2 separate regions of the Zea mays genome follow, and region 1 is linked to region 2. A link is a contact called in public Hi-C data. All regions are on one chromosome and are shown on one strand. Each heading gives the region's core, a stretch centred on a gene start, on an enhancer-like site or on the middle of the called end of the contact. The rest is flanking DNA. Distances are from core to core; before and after follow the strand shown. Region 1 has its middle 55 kb from the start of LOC103653711. Region 2 holds the start of LOC100282765 (N-acetylglucosaminyltransferase III).

What was found. Hi-C and Micro-C count contacts between places; a contact is called where the count stands out from the background.
Region 1: a Hi-C map of ear shows a contact between it and region 2, with 1.9 times the contacts expected there. The contact joins the enhancer-like site here to the promoter of LOC100282765 in region 2. A contact is called at or near these places in 2 of 25 Hi-C or Micro-C datasets (ear and endosperm).

Annotation. Positions count from the first base shown.
Region 1 is chr4:135,693,119-135,697,783 of Zm-B73-REFERENCE-NAM-5.0, reverse strand. No RefSeq gene overlaps it. Among protein-coding and RNA genes, the nearest start is that of LOC103653711, 55 kb to the left of the region's middle. Within about 2 kb of position 2,248, at least 17 of the 20 cell types and tissues checked have an H3K27ac peak or open chromatin away from gene starts, as enhancers often do. A contact at or near this core is called in ear and endosperm, where this site is marked.
Region 2 is chr4:135,556,433-135,561,269 of Zm-B73-REFERENCE-NAM-5.0, reverse strand. It overlaps LOC100282765 (N-acetylglucosaminyltransferase III), which reads left to right and starts at 1,851. Exons shown (of 2, transcript NM_001317937.1): 1 at 1,851-2,280; 2 at 3,526-4,837. The coding sequence starts at 2,215. The coding sequence ends at 4,626.

The sequences.
Region 1 (4,665 bases), core at 999-3,498, 140 kb before region 2:
GTCATCCTCCATGGGCTCCGATTCCTAGGTGCAGAGAAGTAAAACCACCGCTCGCGTCAGTACCGCGCCTCCTCGAGGCCTCCGCAGAAGACAGAGAAAGTAAATTTTCAAAACCAATGTAGCGGTATCGAGGCACCCCGCGTGTGGACCAGCAAAACCATCAATTGCGGAGGCCACAAGTCAGTCAGCCGCGGGGACAGGCGCGGCAGTTGGCGTGACCGAGGGTGGGCTGGCAGTAATTACGACAGCGGGTGCACGGAAGCAGCGCGCCAATCGACAATCTAGCTTTGGCCTCGCCTGCAGGCTCGTATCCTCCCCTGAGGCGAGCCCGGGGGCCACTGTCGGTACCCTGGAACAGGGGTACCCGTTACTACAGTATGAAGGTGCGGCGTCCATGCGGCTATCTTTAGTCGCGTGGCGAACAACTCCTGACCCTACCACGTGGACGGCTCCAGGGCCACCACGTGGCCAGGAAAGACAATATACTCCATGGTGTCAAGAGTGGGTCCGGACCCCCACGGGAATGTGCCGGACCCCTGGATACATAGCCCGAACCTCCGGGTAGGGTCCATGACATTCGTGAGTACAGACTGGACCCCCAAGACGTGTCCCGGACCTCCCTGTGTGGGGCCCAGGTCACTCACAACAAGGTCCCAGGATTCTAGGAGAAGGAGTACCCAGACCTTAATCAAGGCCAGGCGGGGGTCCGGAGCCGACACGTGTCTGGACCATATTGCGTACGCCTTTGCTCCCCGCTCAGGCGGAGACCCAATGCTGCCACGTGGCCAGCTGCCTGTGACGTAAGCCAACGGGCGGAGCCGGACGTAAGGCCTCTGGGCCGCGTGCATTTATTGTGGGTGAGGCGCACTGCCTGTCAAACTGGCAGGTGATGTGCCGCCTCAGCATTAAATGCGCCCTGTCTACTCCACTGACAAGCGATGTGCCACCTCAGCATTTAATGTGCCCTGTCACTCTGCTGGTGGACAGCGACCAGACCATCCCACAGGCGGCGTGCCTGTCCATTCCCATGGCGGACGGTACGTCCATACTATCGCATGTGCCACGATCATCACCACTCGTATGTTGCTAGGGAATCTTCCGTTGGACGCTAATGCTACGCAGACCACGGATATCAGGGTACAAGGAGATTGCACTAGCGACTAGCATTAGTTGCTCCAAGTATTACATCTGTTATGTTCCTGGGCCCGCATATCGGGGCTCATCACCCTTGTGCGTGTCCTCCTTTGAACTATAAAAGGGAGGGCACACGGCGTTACAAGGTAGACTCAAGCTCACTCAGACACACTTAGACCCAGCTTAGGCTCACAAGTTCATACAAGCTATCAAGCTCAATACATCACACAGTGGAGTAGGGTATTACGCTCCGGCGGCCCGAACCACTCTAAACCCTTGTGTGTTCTTGTGTTCTTCCCGTTTACCAGATAAGCAAAACGCTTAGGCCCCTCCTCATCTTAGGATTTAAGGCGGGTGCATTCCGCCACCCGGCCGGAGATTTCCTCTCCGACAACTCTCCAATGAGATTTGAGTCAATATGATTTTTAATGGATTCCTTTATTATAAAAAATAAATACTTCCTCTAAAATAAAAATAAATAGTAATAATAAAATTTGGTAGTCCAAAAGCAAGAGTGAAACCTTAAAACTAGAGCAGAAGTTAAAAAACATAATATTAGATAGAAGATTCATATATAAATGAATTATCCCAAGTGGAATTATATTTATATTCTCTAAAAGGATTAGTTAAATAATATCTTAATAAAGATTTTACATTAGAAAATATGTTAACAAAACAAATGAATCTAAACTTTTGGACATACTTTAAATTTGAATACACCTTCAGTCTAATACCTTCTAGAAATAAATAGTGGATGTGTATTGCATATTTGAAATGCTTGTTTAAATAATTAAATCATTTATATATGTAAATAAGTAAATTAAATTTTTCTTCCATGCTGGGTCTTTAATGGTGCATTTCGAATTCAGTTGAGATTTAAAATTGATTTGAAACAAGGAAGTGGAATTGAACTTAGAAAATAGAATAAAACATGAAAAAAAGGAGAGAGACTCCCTGCGTCTGGACCAAATTCCCTGGCCCAGTAACGTTTCCACCGACCCATGAGATCCAACATTGTGCAACTCACGTCACCCGTCGCTGGATCGCCTCTAGGCGGGACCCACTGGCCAGTGTTGCTTCCAATCGGGCGCGGGTCTCTGTGTCTGCCGAGTGGGGCCCACTTCGCAGCTCAGCCTCCATCACACGCGTGTGCTTTGAGTCTCTGTCGCGTAGGACCCACCCGATAGCTCAACCTTTTTTCCATGGTAAGGCTGCCTCGAGCAGCACACGCTAAAGAAGCCGGTACCGTATATTTAGCGTTTCTTGCTATCTGTAAGCTCTCCAACAAGGTCCGCTACCATATTCTCTAAAATAACGGACGTCTCTAGCACTAGCAGCTATTAGATGTAGAGGTGCACTGCGCGTTTGGTAAATGTACGTTGTGCTCCTTTTGGCTGATACTAGCTCAGGTCGTGTCTTTTTTATTATATTTTGGTTAATGTCGTACTAAATGTTACCAATAAAGGAGATATAGAGGATTAAATTTAGAGTACGTTGCTGGAGACTAAGAAGATATAGATTACAAAATCTTTTAGAGTGTGCTGTAAAGGATAGAGAATATTCTTTTAGGAGATGGAATTTAGGGGACGTTGCTGGAGACAGTCTATGCTGGCTCCAACAATAGTCTCTAAAGCCTCCTGTACCCTAAATATAGAGGACCAAACGGTCCTCTATACTCTCCACCAGCGTCCTCTAAATGGTCATCTATATTTAGAGGATGTTGTTGGATTCTCTATATATAAAATTTCTCTAAACGGTTCTCTATCCATTTGAATACTTAAAATAACTGGTTTAGCAAAACTAAAATATGTACAATACATTTGAGAATATGATAAATACGTATGTAAAAAATAAAAAATAAAAAATGTCTCTAATATATGTATTTGTGTATAGAGGATGTGGTTTAGATTATGTTGTTTAAGAGAAAGGATATATAGAGGATTAAATCTTTTAAAAAAACTATAAAGGATGAATATAGATGATTAATATAGAGGATGGAGACGGCTAACCGAGGCGCTCCTCTGCAACCGCAGCAATGGAACACGTATCCATCGGCCGTGTTTGGGGTTCGGCATTTCGGCCGAGCCCCTCGGCAACAGACTCCTCTACCGGTATATCTCTACTACTTATTAAGGCTCTAATAGTAGTCTGCCATTCCCATGTTCTGCCATTTCCGTGTTCTGCCATTCCCATCTGCACACTCCACACACATTCCTCTCGTGAAAACCCATTCCCATCTGCACCCTCAACACATGCCATTCCCATCTGCACACTCCACACACATTCCTCTCGTGAGGAGCCATTCCCATCTGCACCCTCAACACACACCCTGCACATGTGGGCCCACGTGACAGCCTCTGTCTCTTTTTTCCCGTCGCGGCTCAAACCCATTCCCATGTTCTGCACACCGCATGCCCTACCATATATGGGCCCACGTGACAGTTATTTTTTCGTTGCAGCTCCGTGTCCTCTCGCGCAAAAAATGTTAGGAGTAGAGACCGTCAAGTGCACTTAACCAGAATTACTTTCTCCGAAGCAGCACAGCTTATAAGCCAGTACCACAATTGTTGGCTGGCCAGTATGGTACTAAAATTTGCAAGTCATGGTCACGTGTTATTTGGTGCAGCTTGGTCGGCGTGGGCTATGTTATTTGGTGCGGCCCATGTCGAATGCCCAGCATGCCTCTGGCCCTGGCCCAGCCTAGAGTTCGAGTCTTTCTCTGCCGCTCTCCCTGCCTAGCGGCCCCCTCCACCTCTCCCTGCAAGCGGCCCCTCGCATCGGTCTCCCGAGAGGCCGAGACGCAGCATCCCCTTCCTCCTTGCAACCGCCGCACCATCTTCGGTCCACGCCCGCACGCTCCACCTCCATCCATTCTCCGGATGTCCCATGGAAATTCCAAATGCTAGAGCGGTTCTCCGTGTGAGATGCCCGAGGTGCCACTGCGTTCTCGAGGAGGCCGGCGCCCCTGTGTACCAGTGCGGTGGATGCGGTGCTAGCCTTCAAGGTAAACTCATGTCGTCCCACTCCGATTCATTTAGATGCTTGCTCGTATCAACACCCCCCGGCCCGTGTGCAGATGGGTCACCGGTGGAGAAGCTCCCCCTCCCCTCAAATCATGAATCTGTGCTCCGTCTCCTCCTCCATCGCGAAGCCGCCGTGGGTTGGAACTTGGAACCAACCAGAAATTTCGTTTTGGCATGGAGCACGTCTTTTCTGTGGAGGAGATCCCCAACCCCTATAGGCCCCACCGCACCCTCAACCAGCGGTTGCCGATAATGTTGCTGCACCAGTCACTAGGTGGAGTAGGAGGAGGGGGGACGCGGCGGACACGATGAACTGGTGCCTGTCGGAGTGGTGCTTCCAGAAATTTCTTGAGGAGCTCGATAGCTTGAGTCCCATCGTTGCCGTAAAGTAGAGGTAGCAATGGAGCTAGAGTCGAGGAGGCGAAGAGCAAGCCACTAGGGTCCATGGCACCGGCGTCAGCCTGGAGATCGGTTGTTGACCCCGTCGAGTACAACATGATGCTCAAGC
Region 2 (4,837 bases), core at 602-3,101:
CCAAACAGTCTTCGTTTGGTTGGCCCTACCGCTCAACGCTACGACATGCTGTCCTGCTCACATAGGTGAACGCCCAGCGTCATCCTATGCTATCCTACTCTCGGACATAAGCCGTAAAGTGGTTGTTGGCCTGCTACGATCACGTACGGTAGTTCTCAAGTCAGAACAGAATACATTCAAAACTTAATTTCTGTCGGGGTAACCCCACCATGTTGCCAATTCGCCAAAGGATCGGGCAGTACTGCAAGACGCCGGAACACGCCATCGACGATTGACCTTCGCACGTACGCGCATGTGTATATCATAGACATGGAGCTAGCTAATTGTCGTTTGTTGTTTGGTCCATCGGTAGTCGTTGCTTCGGTCTACTGCCTGTCAGGAGTTTGTTTAGGTTATTGCACGAGATCTATATTGATAGTGTACTTAGTGTCTTTTTTATCAAAGAATGTTCGGAAAAAAACTGTATAAGATGATACAGTGGGGCAAGTAAGTTTTTTTTATGATTCTAGTTAATAATCTTATTTTGAACCTTTCAAAATATGTAAGCTTTTGGCTAGGGTCCATGAAAAGGCTGAAATCTTAGGCACGGGTCCGTGAAAGTGGCAACCGAGGCAAAACCAAAACGGATCGGGGGTAAAAGCACCCGTCTTTTCCCCCCGAAACACGTAGCCGGACCCGGACGAAATCCTGTCCCAGACAACGACCGGCATACGCTGGGAAGCCTGCCTGTCTGGCGTCTGCCGGATGTAGCTCTGCTTGTTTTGAAGAGAAGATTTCTACGATGTGGTTCTGCTACCTAAGAACTGCCATATTATTTATGGCCTAGTTTTGAAGGTAACACTTGTGCTTCTCAACACACTTGAAAATGAACTTGCATAATAATAATAATACGTATATAGGCCAGTTGCCTAGGCCTAGCCGGCTAGCCCACAGAAGAAGGAACAGGTTCGCTTTGTTTTCGCTGGCTTTCTGTTGTTCTTTCGCTCCAACACGACACAAAAAAGCAGTCTGTCAGAGAGAGAGTGAGAGTAAATGCTATAGAGTCACAGGATAGAGACATCGTACGCGGAGAAAAAGACGACACACGGTACTCACATGATCCATCATCATTTGATCACACAGCCTCCTCCAAAAGAAGAAGAAAAAAAAGAAAAAAAAGAAAGTGAGAAAAAATAACACTCGTACAGCCAAAGCACACCGTCATGAGCTTACACGAAGCATCCCCGCAGCCGCAGGCAGAGCCGAGCGAGATGCCCTTATCATTACTACACCTCAATCTCATCTCATCTCAGAGGGGAATCCCCACCGCCATTATCTCAGCTCCAAATCCAACCTGCACAACAGGCTGAAGATGAGCGTGAGCTGGAGCCTCCTCTCCGAACAGACACAGCCAAGGCCAAGCCGAACGATAAACAGAGGAGCTAAATACGGAAGACATTTTAAATAAGTTCAGTCTTCACTCCTCGTTATACCCAAAAAAAAAAACTTGTCTCTTTCGCTTCATGCCTTCATAATCAAATACAGATAGGTGATTTTGAAATTTCACATAATCTTTTCTTTTATAGTAGATAGATGATTAAATAAATAGGCCTAACACGACAGGGTCTTGATCGGCGCCTTTTATTAATAAGCAAGAAGATGGTGGTGGATGGCCCCCAGCACGAGGACAAACAAAGACCAGCTCTCCGCTCCGCCGCACCTCTCCCCTCTTCGCCCAGCCGCTGCCACGCCCACGCGCAATCAGAACTGCAGGCCAGCACCACCTCCACCCCCCCCCCCCCCCCCCCCCCCCCCCCCCCCCCGAACGGCTATAATTAGGCGGTTGCCGGAATCCCCTCTGTCTCGCACCGCAGCAATTCCCCGGCCCCTTCGCACCGTTTCCCTCTGCGCTCCCACCCCCCGCCCCCCGAAATCACCGCCGCGCCCCGCGTCTCGCCCACGCTCACAAGGAAAGGAGGGGAGGAGACCGGGGCCCAGACGCCAACGCGCGGACCCCTCGAGTAGGGCGAGGTCCGGGCTCCGCTCCCGGTTTCCGGGGAGAGTGCGGAGGACCCCCATCGTGCGCGCCATTGAACTCTGCTCCCGGCTGCTCGCCGGGGAGAGGGCGGAGGACCCGATCGTGCCGTCTCAACCCGCTCCGCACCCGCGCGGCCGCGGGCGTGGTGCTCCCGCGCCTTCCGGGCGCCTCCTGCTTCTCCGTGCGCCCTCGGCTCCATGGAGGCCGGCTACTGCAACCGCAAGAAGACCGACGGCATCTGCGAGTCAGTCTGCGACAGCGAGGTGAGGCACCGCTCCGGCTCCAGCCAGACAGATCTGTCCCTTTCCCTACCGCTCCGCCGCGTGTAACGCCTCTGCGGATCGCCTGGTCCGCCGGGGGGAGACGCGGACGCGGTCGTCGCGGTGCTTGTCTTTTCCTCTTCCACGCTGCTTAAACGCGTTTTGCTCCACGCTGAGCTGCTTGCTTGCTTCGACCTTTTCACCGCTCCAGTTGCGCGGCGTGTTCGCGGCGGCTGCTATTTTGCCGATCTCAGCAGGGTTGCTGTCTTGGATCGGGTGCTCGTGAGATTTCCACAGCCTGGGATCGCATATGCTCGCTTAATTGCGTCCGCGGCAGGCATCTTCCACCTGCCGCGGGTGCTGTGGATTAGGTGGTGCTAAACAAACTGGGGCGCCTGGATGCTTCCGGCTGCGCTAGAATCTCTCCACCTGTATGGATCGGGTCGTCTGCCTAATACCGGAATGAATCTGTCTCTCCACCTGTAAAAGTTTCCAGCTTTTTTTTTTGAACAATCCCCGATTGGTTCCCGTGCCGTAGATGGTGAGGGTTCATGCCGCAAAAGTAATTTTACAGGCTGTTTCCTTCCTTTATATGATACACAAATAAAATTAGCTGATGATTGCTTTCCTCTGTTGGTGGATCCGCACCAGCCTATCACTGATAGATATATTGTTTTCAAAACAGAAAATGCGCATATTCCACCAGACCACCGCTTACTTCTTTAATCTACTGCACATGCATTGTTTTGATGGCCTTTAACACAGCTGCACACTCACGGCGCGGCGGATATTTTAGAAGCTCGTGTTCTCAACATAGGAGTTTGTGATGGCTGTGATGTTCCCTATGTTCAGCCGTTGGATTCATGGTGCTATGTCGTGTCCAGCCAGCTTTGTGCTTGAATAAATAAATGCTCATACGCTCATGTAGCCAGTATTTGCCGTTCTCATGTTTAGTAAATTAAGGCATGTTCCTTCTTTTTGTGTAGCATTTGTTTCGGCAAAACTCAATGATGCCTCTGTCTACAATGCACTAGGTTTCAGTGTTTTTTAACCTCTGGTTGAGTTAGTGCTGCAAAAGTGATCTCCTGACTCTTGACTTTGGAATGATCAGCACTGTTTCAGAGTACAGTTCATTGTATCTGTCACATGTTGTAGCTTTCCAGTTTACTTCTAGTTTAATTTATGCCTTGTTATGATGTGTATTGGTGCATGTCTGATTTCTTATTTGCTCCCTGATACTGTCTGCAGTTTGGCTCGAAGTCAGTCCTGAGCATGTCAAGGCTGAAGTGCGCACTGCGGGGATTTGATCTGAGGGTTCTCTTGATCCTACTGATTGGTGTGCCAATTTTGATCTTTGCCATATATGTGCATGGCCAGAAGGTGACTTACTTCCTCCGACCAATCTGGGAGAAGCCCCCAAAGCCCTTCACAATACTCCCTCACTATTACCATGAAAATGTCTCGATGGGTAACCTATGCAAGTTGCATGGATGGAAAGTCAGGGAGACTCCACGCCGTGTCTTTGATGCCGTGCTCTTCAGCAATGAGCTTGACATCCTTGATATCCGCTGGCACGAGCTTAGCCCGTATGTGTCAGAATTTGTGCTGCTTGAGTCCAATTCAACTTTTACCGGCATAAAGAAGGACCTTCACTTCAAGGAAAACCGCCAACGGTTTGGCTTTGCAGAGTCACGGTTGACCTATGGCATGATAGGTGGAAGGTTTGTGAAGGGAGAGAACCCATTTGTCGAGGAGTCGTATCAAAGGGTTGCTCTCGACCAGCTCATTAAGATTGCGGGCATCACGGATGACGACCTGCTGATCATGTCTGATGTTGATGAGATCCCAAGTGGACACACCATCGACCTCTTGAGATGGTGCGATGACGTTCCGGAGATACTCCATCTCCAGCTCAGGAACTACCTCTACTCGTTCCAATTCCTACTTGACGACAAGAGCTGGAGGGCTTCAGTGCACAGATACAGAGCTGGGAAGACGAGGTATGCACATTTCCGGCAGACGGACGACCTCCTGGCTGATTCAGGGTGGCACTGCAGCTTCTGCTTCCGCTACATAAACGACTTCATCTTCAAGATGAAAGCCTACAGCCACGTCGACCGGATCAGATTCAAGTACTTCCTGAACCCGAAGAGGATTCAGCATGTGATTTGCGAAGGGGCTGACCTTTTCGACATGCTTCCCGAAGAGTACACGTTCCAAGAGATCATCGCCAAGCTGGGGCCTATCCCGAGTACATTCTCCGCCGTTCATCTCCCTGCCTATCTGCTGGAGCAATTCGATCGGTACAGGTACCTTCTCCCAGGCAACTGCGTTAGAGAGAGTGGCTAGGCAGCTGGCTGCCCGCCGTCTGCATCATGACCCTGAGGCGCACGGACGTCGCTCTCTCGCGGATGTCTGTCTTATGGCGGCGGGGGTTGTGTCCGATACGATTGGCTGACTTAGTTGAGTGATCGCTTGGCTGCTGGTTGAGTTCATATGGGATTTTTGTGTACCGTGTAACAGAAACCATGGAAGGCCTGACGGCTGCGTAGCGCAGCGC